2 separate regions of the Xenopus laevis genome follow, and region 1 is linked to region 2. The links are chromatin contacts, called in public Hi-C maps. All regions are on one chromosome and are shown on one strand. Each heading gives the region's core, a stretch centred on a gene start, on an enhancer-like site or on the middle of the called end of the contact. The rest is flanking DNA. Distances are from core to core; before and after follow the strand shown. Region 1 has its middle 32 kb from the start of LOC494667. Region 2 has its middle 19 kb from the start of LOC108696531.

Region 1 (5,623 bases), core at 2,826-5,325, 86 kb before region 2:
CAATCAGCAGGCAGTTGTGCTGGAGTAGAACTGTCAAATGGCAAAATTGAGGGAAGCTTTCCTGTAAGAGCTGCGTGATTTATTAACTGAGAAACAATTGCAAAGGCCCTCTTAATCGCCTTCATTTACTCCCCAGCCCCCTCAAACCTAAAGTTTCTGAAGTACCAAAAGTTGAAAAGAGGTGAATATAGCAGTGTGTGCACGTGAAAGCAACTTGGAATGAGAGGAGTTAGAAACCATGTATAGCCAATCAAAGCATTACAACAATGACAATAAACTGTAAATGCAAGTAGATGTTCCAAGTAAATGTATGAAACAAATATCAAAGAACAATGCTTGCATAGCATCGGGCTGTACTGCATCTAACAAACCATTCACTTCCATGGGAAGAAGGCTACAACCATGGGTGCTGGAGGCTTCACTAGGGTCTGATTAATCAGGGATTGCATATGGTGTGGTCCATGTGAAGTAGAGTCCTGGGCAAAGAATGTGTTACTGATGTGACTAGCCAAAGGCCAGAAATGTAGTTCTGTATTACTGAGGCATGCAGTTTACATAGCACCTGTTCACTTGCCATCTCTGCACATTTTTTTTTTTAAAAAAATAGTCCATCCAGTTAGATATTACACCTTTTTAATTGAATATATCACACTATCAATCCTCAAAGGCAAAACACATAGAGACGTGAGATGCACCTAATATTACAAAATTTGAAATTACTGTAATGAAAAACTCTTTTAAATACCGTCTATTTCATGTGCCCCTCGTGTACGGAATCTGTGAATTAGTTGCAATACAGCTCAATTCATAGACATAACAGCCAAAAACAATGTAGTAGCAACCAAGCTGGAAAGAAGATGACCGTATTTGTGGGCACATTTATATAGGAGAGCCATTTCAGAATGTCTTGTGCTTATAACTGCTATATGATCTGATAGTGACATCTTTTAACAGAGATGTGAAGAGAAGTTCAGTCAATTTTATAGAAAGAATGGAAACCGTGATAGGGCAAGTCCTTTTGACCTTCCCAAGCCCTTCTTGTTCAGTACTCTTCTGCGCTTACACGGTTCACTGGGAGCTAGCTTCAAGATAATGCTGACATATGTGATTACCCCTACTGATCGTATAGGGCCATGATGCTATGCATCATCTAGAAACATAAAAATATCCTTAACACTTTCCTGCTGGTGTGGTCAGGATTTTACCCCAAGGATTGCTTCTTTAGTTGTCACCTACATGCCACACAGTATTGAGTTCCAACTCAAACAGTATGTACACAGACTCACGGCATTTGTTACACACTGCTTGCAAGGCCCGTAAATTACAAGTAGACCACCTTGTTTCACTGGATAGGGCAGGGCACAAAACTGGCCAGTTTGTGGGACAAGCCTTACTCCTCAACAGCCTCAGAGCCAAAATAATGCAATTTGACTCTAGCAGTTTGTAGCCACTAGTGATGTGCAGGTTTACCTGAAACCTGTGGGTCCAAGTTGAAATTTCGCTATTGGCAGGTTAGGGTTGGGTGCGAGTCAGACTGGGGAAGTACATTGTCACTGCTCTCCAAGATTCCCTCTTTTGAAACCAGAGTTGCACAGAAGTAGTGTACTGAGCGGGAAGATGCGGATATGAGTTGGGTGAGGGTCCTACAATGGCAACATGTTGCAGATTAGGGCCATGTTGAGGTTTTCCTGACCTGCACATCACTAGTAATCACATTTACATTTAGGGGCATATTTATTATGCCATGTAAAACTAAATTTGCAGAAAAAACTATGTAAAAAGCTCTATAATATAAAAATCTATTAAGGTATGTTTTACTATACACCATGCGAATACCAGATCTGCCGCTTTTATTTTATTTTGCTTCCAGTGAAAGTCACTCTTAAGAAAAAATGCGTAAAAATTACGTTTTTTACACGGCGAGGCCTGGTGATTATGTGGTGTTTTATCTTGACGTTTTTTACACCACATAATTAATATGCCCTTTAATTAAAAAATGTCTCTTTTTGTATATCCCCGTAAGTAGTTCCCAAAGTTCGAGTCTGTCAATGTGTTTGTAGGGGGCCTAGACTTCATTTGTAGCTGTGGATGACTGACCAAAGGATGGAGGTCCTAGCTAAAGTTTGGAGCACCTGGGGCCTCGGTTGCTTGAACTGTAAAAGTCAATCACTGGTGTTAGAGAATGAATTTCCATGTGCAGTTCCCCTTAGCACTTTCATTTAGTGCCTGTCCTCCTCTACTAACCTAAGATTTATTTGACTGTTGTGCAATTCCCTGGTGACTATTTAGCTGGTGAGACTTGTATACAGCTGTGAGTATATAAAATTGGTAGGGCCAATGTACAATGTTGTTTTCTGAACTTTGCTAGCACCTGTATAGATCTTCAACTGTTATGTTTATTCAGATCTTATTCTTTGCCTTTGTAAATGATAGCTTGACATGCAATGCCACTGTTTGGTTGTTTGTTTGCTGTTGGGGACACAGTGTATAATTTGGGTGATAAAGAGCAGTTGCCTGGTGTGAGTGTTTGCTACATGCAACTCTTTGGGTTCTGTGATAATAGGTTATCTGCCAGACAACATGTTTTGGCCCTTTTTAATGGTGATGTAATTCAAATGAAATCTGTTTGTCCAACTGGCACGATGGAACTGCTGTGTTGGTCATTCCCGAGTATACTGCCCTCAGAATGGGATGCTTAGACTTCTTGCTTTAAGTAATACATTTGAAATACTAGCAGCAGGGATTGACGTACATGTACTGCTTGATGCAGGCTGCTTCCCTGGGGTTGCTGGGACATGTGGATTGCATGTTCAGTGTGATGTAGGCTGGTACTGAGTCATGGTGATGATTCATAGAGTGCCTAACTTTAGTGATACATACTGGTTACAAAAAACAGGGGAACACCAGGTGGTGTACAATAAGGTGGGGTTGATATATTTCATGTTCGTACAAATTGGCCCCATGGTAGGTGGTACACCAAGGGCATTTTGTGGATGTTTGATATGTTGACTTAGGTGGCATATTTCTGGTTTTATAGATTGAATCCATGTGATGGGGAGTGAATAGTATACATAGGCTACATGCTATGGGTGGTGCAGATTGATTTCACGTGTGAAACATATGGACTACATATGGTCTACATGGGGGTCTTTGATTCAGGTGTAGTTAGATTGCAGTTTGATAACTTTTGGGTTACACAGACTGGATCTCATGGCTAGGGGGCACAGCCACTGCTTGACACTCAGCTTGATACCAGTTTCTTAGGGTGAATACATGCTGCTGGGGATACAGAGCTATCGCAGGTCAGGGTCCACAGCAGAAGAGGTGTGTGCCTAGTGCACCTTCCCCTAGGTTGGGCCCTTGTGTCCCCCACCATAGTAACATCGTTTGTGATGGTCGGCGTGCAATTGCTCTCTCCACCCATGTTCCCTCACATATAAACAAGTGCACAGGAGGAGGGAGGCAACATAGTTGGCCAGGTTGCCCAGAGTTCTCTGCTGGCTTGGCCCGGCACTGTTGGGTCCTTTGACTGCATTTAAACATATACAGTAAAACCCCCATTTTATGTTTTTCCAGGGACCAGAAAAAAATAATGTAAAATCAGGAAAACTAATTATGCATTGTATAGTGGAGGGACCACAAATAAACAGTGAAAAATGAGGGAAAACTTAAAAATAGTTTAGTGCAGAGCAGAATAGTTGTCTGGTACAAGTGCACTGAGACATGTGTGATGAGGCTTATTGCTGGTAGTACAGACTGCTGCATTGGCTGCAAAATCTGAGTGGTACAGAGCCTGAAGTGCTTGGACCGCATGTCTCAAACACAAATGAGGGGTGTTTGACGCTGGAGATTCAGTGGCTTGTCCCTAACTCCTCTCTGGCGCCATCCTAGGCTTGGACTGAAATCTCCACTCACTCTACGTCCGGTTCTCTCCTTGTGCCGGCAGATGCCTCACTTTAGCTGGGCACACGCTTTAGAGCGGGAGCTACCATCTCCGAGAGGGAGGGGGCACCCGAGCCAGATCCACTCCGGCTCTTCCTGCCTGCTCTGCCTGTTGTCTCAGTTTAGAAGAGAAGGAGGGCTCTCCCCCTCCCCCTGGCTGCTGCTGTCTGGTGTACTGGTGAGTCTGGATCAGGCATGTGGAAGTGTCTGCTGAACAGCTGAGAAGGAGGAGGGAGCAGGGCAGCAGCGTGCATGTGGGGACAAGAGGCGGAAGGGCAGCAGTGGCACCGAGGTCCCGGGATCCTCCATAAACATAGGAGGGGGGGAGCCTTTTGTTCAGCACGTGCATCTGTTTGCTCCCCTCCGATCGCTCCATGTGGATTAACCCTCGGCGCCCCTCTTTAGGGCTTTTGTGATCGGCCACGCAATCTGCTGGGATCGTCTGTGTTTTGCCTATTCCCTCCTCCCCCAGTGCCGGGGTCTCCCTCCATGGGGAGCAGCGAGGAGCGGGCCGCAGCTCCCGGACTTATCTGGACTTCTCAGGTTGGACGCAGCTCGGCTCGCAGGCAAGTGGTGAGCCCCCTCTCCTCCTTCATTCGTTTCTCTGTCCAGGGATTGCATTTGGGATGTTGTTGCTTGTTAAAGCTGTGGCTCTCCAACTGTACATAAACTACAACTTCCTACATCCCCAGTTGTTACATGATGGGAGTTCTGGTTCTGCAAGAGCTGGAGAGCTTCAGCTTGACTTTTTTTAATTACTGTGATTTTATTTCTAAGCCCCATGTGACTCTCCTACTTGAGTGACTGTATGTGATTACAAGAGAACATACAGTTTAGTCCATCCATCTTGCTTTTGGACTTGACTTGCTGTGGGCTTGTATTTCTCAAATACATTGGAGTCGTTAGCACTAAATTGTATAATCTATCAAGCCACCATAGTTGGCAGTTAAATTGTAAATTCAGTTCCTCCTGCCGCTTTCCATTTCCTTGGGATATGGATAACGTCTCTGTTTGGGTTCCTTACCTGCTGGGAATGTGCACACTGGGCAGTTTCTTAGCCAAAAATGTGTCCATACCAGCCTCAATGTGTGCACAGCTATCCCAGATTTGGACTTGAGTCTGCTGGGTGCCTTCCTGTCCTCCCTTAGCCTTTCCCTAATGGCCCAAGTGCAGGAGTGTCCCTTGGAATGCCTTTCATGTGGAACAGTATTGCTGGGAGGCTGTAATGTTTACTCAGAGCATGCTCTCCGTTGCAATCACACACTCCCCTCCCCACTTTCTATGCATTTAGAAAACCTTTTGTAAGACCAGCTTTTCAGCCGTTGCATAATGTGGCTTCTCTTATTGACCGAGCAGTGTAATGGGTTTCCTTTGCAAAGGGCATACAAACGGATATGATAAATAGTATTTAGAGTAATCTGCAATGAGACTTGTGATGCATAGTTACTAGTGCACAGAAACGTCGTCTTGGTGCAGCAGGTGATAAAGAACTACAGAAGAATGCTGGGATTTGTAGTCTTGCGTCATCTTGAGTTGCACAGATTACTTATCCCCTACACTGAGGACTGCCTTCTGGTATGGTAACCCCCACCCCCAGAGGCTTTGCTGGGAAACCAACATGGTTGACTTGAAATTGCTGAACCTCTAGCAGTTATCCCATTACCCTACACCTCTAAATAAA
Region 2 (5,556 bases), core at 5-2,504:
TGCATTCTGATGTTTGCTTGATTTGAGAGATTCCACTAAAAGGCTGAAAGTGGATGCTTTGGGATAAATATAGCAGTATGGAGTACTAAGGTAGGCGTTCGAAGCAACAAGAACTTGCATAAAGCAGGAGCCTACTTGAAAAACAAATGTAGATCTTCATTTCATCCTATTTTAACCTGAAGCTGAAATGTACTATATTGCATGGGTGTAGAGATTAGCAGTGGTCCCTCTGCTTTCGTCCCTGTAACGCATGATAGGGACTAGCTGGTGTGTGTTACTTGCTACATTGTGTTGGTTTAGATATGCCCCCAGGGTGAGGCAGGTCTATTTTTGCAGAGGCAAATTTGCATCCACAAATGAAAACAACCTATTAGCCCTTATGAAGCACCTGGCTGTGCTAGTGCCAGAGGGAATTCTGTGCTTCGTTCAATCTCATTACTGATTACAGGTGCAGAGAGAGGAGTTTATGGAGAATAGGTTTGTCATTGCTTTCTGGAACCTTTCATTTGTCACAAATATTGAATTCCATCTTGAAAAAGTTACTTGTCTCCTTTATCTTTCCTTACAATCATTAACTGTGAGATCTCCTAATATACACATGCCTTTGTCATACAGATTATGCTGGGAACTAATGGCATTCAGTCTTATAAAGATACTTTGTATCATCCAGATCTTGTGTGTTTTGCTCTCTCTGATGGAACTGGGGTTATAATCTTATGTTGGGTTCTGAGTTATTGAGGGAAGCTATTAATCACTGTTTGAAAGTGGTGGCAGATGGGGAGATTTGTCGCCCAGCAACAAATTGTCTCTACTGCGGCAAGTAATCTCCCCAAAACGCAGGCGGGATGGCATACGAATCGCTTTGGATTTCCGAAGGTGCCCAAAGTTGCGTCACAAGAAATTTTGGGGAGTTTAGTTGCCCACAGTAGCTGGGCGACTAATCTCCCCGTCTGCCACCACCCTTAAACTAGACTCAGGGTAAACTATCCTCTTTTGGTAGCCACCTTTGCAGCATATTTCTTGTGCACTGGCTACCCAAGAATCCATTCCAACTTAGTATAGTTCTGTTCTGCAAAGAAAATTGATTGAAAAAAATTGTAGTTCATTTCCTGGTCCTCATGAGAAACTTGCACTCTATGATATAAGCGTTAAGCTTCTGTAATAGGTAATGTACAAGATGAGCGCGGGGGGGGGGGGGTTCTGCAAGAACCGAATCCTGAGGTCTGACTTCCCCATGCTGACGTTAAATACACATCCAAGCCGCTTGCTTTGTGTGCTGGCACAATGAAGGGCTTTGCTCTGTGAGCAGCCAGTTTTAATAGCCAAAGCATCATCTTTCTGCCTGGACTCACACTTGAGTGAACACACTGATCTATTATAGCAGCCTTAACCAAGCCTTCTCATTCCCTGCCTTCCATTACTGCGCTCAATCAAGCTGCTGGCCCTTTGTGACCAGGCGTGTCCTCCGAGATAAGCCATCAAGACATGTTTCTATTAGAAAAGCTCTGGTAGACCAAACATTCATTAGATATAGCTAGCAGCTTGAAAGGTTGCCATCTCTTTGTTGGTCCAGCCTAAGAATCATTTACCGGAGATTCTAGAATATATTCCTTCATGCTATCACATTCTATGCGTATAGTTTATATTACTTTTTTCTTTAGCTTTAAAATGTGCTATTTTATATAAAATGCAATCATATAGTGCTAGCAGTTTCCCCCTCGCTGCATTTAGAAGGATATACAGGTATGTTATCCAGAAACCCGTTATCCAGAAAGGTCCAAATTACGGAATGGCCGTCCTTCATAGACTTCATTTAATCCAAATGATAAAAAATGATTTCCTTTTTCTCTGTGATTATAAAACAGTATCTTGTACTTGATCCAATCTAAGATATAATTAATCCTTATAGGAAGCAAAACCAGCCTATTGGGTGTATTTAATGTTTACATGCTTTTCTAGGGAGCTGTTATCTGGTTACCTTCCCATTGTTCTTTTGTTTGGCTGCTGGGGGGGAAAGGGAGACGGATGATATCACTCCAACTTGCAGTACTGCAGTAAAGAGTGATTGAAGTTTATCAGAGCACAAGTCACATGACTTGGGGCAGCTGGGAAATTGACAATATGTCTAGCCCCATGTCAGAATTCAAAATTGAATATAAAAAAAATCTGTTTGCTCTTTTGAGAAATGGATTTCAGTGCAGAGTTCTGCTGGAGCAACACTATTAACTGATTCATTTTGAAAAAATTTTTTTTTCCCATGACAGTATCCCTTTAAGATGTGAAGATCCAAATTACGGAATGATCTTTTATCTGGAAAACCCCAGGCCCTGAGCATTCTGGATAACAGGTCTCATACCTGTATATGCTGTGATGTAAAAGGAATACGGGATGATCCCCGTAGAGACAATTCTTGAACTTGTCCTAACGACAACTGAAAAAAAAAAGCTGTGCAATAGGCTGTTCCTGGACTGGTTGATGCCTTTGACTTTTATATTAACCCTTAGAAATATTCTAGGTAGGAAATACATTATCTGGAATGCTAGATACTTGGGATTTTTTACAGATGAATCTTTCCATAATGTAAAGCAGAATACTAATTATACACATGTATTGCTGTGTATACAGCAAGCATATTCTACAGCACTTTTCAGAGATTATACATCATTCACATCAGTCCCTGCCCCAGGGGATTTCACAATCTGCCCCAGCTGACATCAAACCTACATTTAAGCGTTAGCAAAACAATGCTGATGTTTTTTTAATCAGTGTTAATTTATGCTTGTTTAATAACCAAGTACTGTGTTATTGCAGAGAACAAGAATAAATATTTTTTTATCGTACTGTATTGTGAAAGAAAATATATTTTGGAACATTCTGGATAATGGTTTTGTGGATTAAAGGGGACCTGTCATCCAGACATAAAAAGCTGTATAATAAAAGCCCTTTTTAAGTTAAACATGAAACCCAAATTCTTTTTTATTAAAACATCCATTCCTGTTATAAACATATTTAAAAATCTCCTAGAGGCAGGACAGACGTTCTGTCCACTTACCAATCTGCATTTCCTAGATGTCCTCCTCACATTCCCCCTCTCTCCTCAACATCTAATTGTGTAGCATGGGCATCAGATCCCACATAAACAAGATGTTGACATGAAAGCTTGCCTTAAAGGGGGGGTCCACCCCATGTTAACCTTTAATATATTATAGAATGGCCAATTCTGGGCAGTTTTTCAATTGGTCTTCATTGTTTTTTTAATGTTTTTTTAATTATTTGCCGTCTTCTGACTCTTTCACTGACCCCATCTAAAGAACAAATGCTCTGTAAGGCTACAGATGTATTGCTATTGCTACTTTTTGTTGTTCTGCTTTCTATTCAGGCCCCCCTAGTCATATTCCAGTCTCTCATTCAAATCAATGCATGGTTGCTAGGGTAATTTGGAAATGAAAAACAATTGCAAATTGTCTCAGAATGCCCCTCTCTACATCATACTAAAAGTTAATTCAAAGGTGAACAACCCCTTTAATAACAGTGTCCACAAAATGGCTGCTGCCTGCTTGATATGATTGTGAATTCCAAGACTGAATGCAACAAAGTTTTAAATAATTTATTTAGTGTAAGTAAAGTTTATTTTGATGAACAAACACAATAGAAAACAAAATGGAATTATTTATTAGGGTGACAGGTCCCCTTTAAAGACCCATATCTTTATTATTTATGCATGAATTCTGTGCTTTGTTGCTAGCTGGAGAATGCACTGTAAACCAACAGTAGTTCCACTAAAGTCCATGGAAAACTGCATTGCTGCAAAGGCTTCTGCCATTGATAAAACCATTGCAGTCCGAGATTTTCCATGCCATGGGCCATTTATGTGCTATTTTACATGTTTTAATCTATTTTGTTATAAGACAGTTATACAAGTCCTTAACTAGCGTTGTGAAGATCTTGGACATGACGGGGGGGGGGGATACCAAAATATAATGAAGATTCTTAATCGGCTCATGGGATTTCATTGGGTCTTAAATAGGCAACTCTAATTGAGATAAACTGCGGTACCTTGTGACAGGTTGTACAATCTTTTAGACCGTAAGCTCTTTAGGGCAGTGCCATCTCTTCTTCTTGTATCAGTAGTGGGCTGTGGATATCCTAAAAATAAATTCCTGCCCATTTATGTCCTGGTGGAGGGGAATATCCTTATATGGAGCTAGTAATACACATCGCTGTTCTGTTTTACAATGCATTAATAGTAAATACTGTGGAACATACATTCTAGTTAATAACTATACACACTGAAATCTAGTGGTTTTTTGTTGAACTCTAGTTACTTTTTAATATATGCCTTTGATTGTCAACACATGCTTCCTGACCTTCGCGTCTTTGTCCCTTTAAAGATGAGTTGCTGGTGATTGGTTCTTATTCCATGGTTGCTCATAGCTATGTGTCTATGTGGCCTTTATACAGTGGAGCATGGAATCCTAGGAAGGCTGAGTCTGTCAGCTCACATCATTGAAGCTGCTTACCAAACGCCTGTACGTGGTGCTCAGGCTGGAAGTAGGAAAAGTAATGAGGCAGTTTAAAGCCCTCTTACAGAAAATCTGCCAGACAGCTGCTGCCCACATAGAATTAATTATTTAACTATGTGGGAAGCTCTTTCTCATCTGCTACAAACTCCTGCTAAACAAATAGCTTTTGGGGTACCATATGTAATATACGGGTAAAGGAGAGGGAACTAATCATTCTTTTGATGCTTTGGGACATTGCACTGGTTACCGGTTCTTATTTAAAAGCATAGTTCCTAGTAGCAGTTACCTTTAGGGTGGTGATACACGGGGGGGGGGGGGGGATTTAGTAGCTGCGATAAATCTGTGACACTGACCGACTTACTCTACCCAAAATGCCTTTTCTGAAGTTGGCCCAAAGTTTCCTTGTGAGGCAACTTTGGAAAACAGAAGCAACACTTACGCCATCCTGCCAGCGATTCACATTCTTGCCAGTGGGAAGCCGCTTCAGGGAGAATAGTCGCCCGCAGTGGCTAAGATTTATCGCAGACGACCAAATCTCCCAGTGTGCACCAATTTAATTCTGATTATGTATGGAACAAATACAAGTAGCTTTGTAGTTTGTGTTTATTTGTGTGCAATTATAATCTGCATCTCAAGACTATTTCCACATCAGGCTGATTTTCAGCCTGCAAATAAATGCAGACCAAGAATCCACCCCTACGTTCCGATCAGCTTTCTGATGTGCTGGCACCTGGAGAAGATCTTGGTACCTAAATGTGCAAGCATGCCTTTTGGTGTCAAAATATGCTCCATGTGGCTGCACCCACACCAACGCAGTGGCTCCAGGTGCAGGCACATCCGAAAGCTGATCGGAAGATAGGGGCGCATTCTCGGCCTTTATTTATACGCAGGCACATGACTAAAGCTGACCATTAATAAGCAGTTCTTGGGTGAGGGCTAGGTCTAACCAAGTCGGTGCCCGCCTACCCGTCAGTGTAATGGCCTAAAAAAATGCCTCACTTATTTAGATTTGACTAGGCCCATTGTGATGCTG

Evidence for each region. Hi-C and Micro-C count contacts between places; a contact is called where the count stands out from the background.
Region 1: a contact with region 2 is called in a Hi-C map of the XTC cell line, with 2.2 times the contacts expected there. The contact joins two enhancer-like sites. A contact is called at or near these places in 2 of 4 Hi-C or Micro-C datasets (the XL177 cell line and the XTC cell line).

Annotation. Positions count from the first base shown.
Region 1 is chr7L:91,852,078-91,857,700 of Xenopus_laevis_v10.1, reverse strand. No RefSeq gene overlaps it. Among protein-coding and RNA genes, the nearest start is that of LOC494667, 32 kb to the right of the region's middle. Within about 2 kb of position 4,075, at least 4 of the 7 cell types and tissues checked have an H3K27ac peak or open chromatin away from gene starts, as enhancers often do.
Region 2 is chr7L:91,763,514-91,769,069 of Xenopus_laevis_v10.1, reverse strand. No RefSeq gene overlaps it. Among protein-coding and RNA genes, the nearest start is that of LOC108696531, 19 kb to the right of the region's middle. Within about 2 kb of position 1,254, at least 1 of the 7 cell types and tissues checked has an H3K27ac peak or open chromatin away from gene starts, as enhancers often do.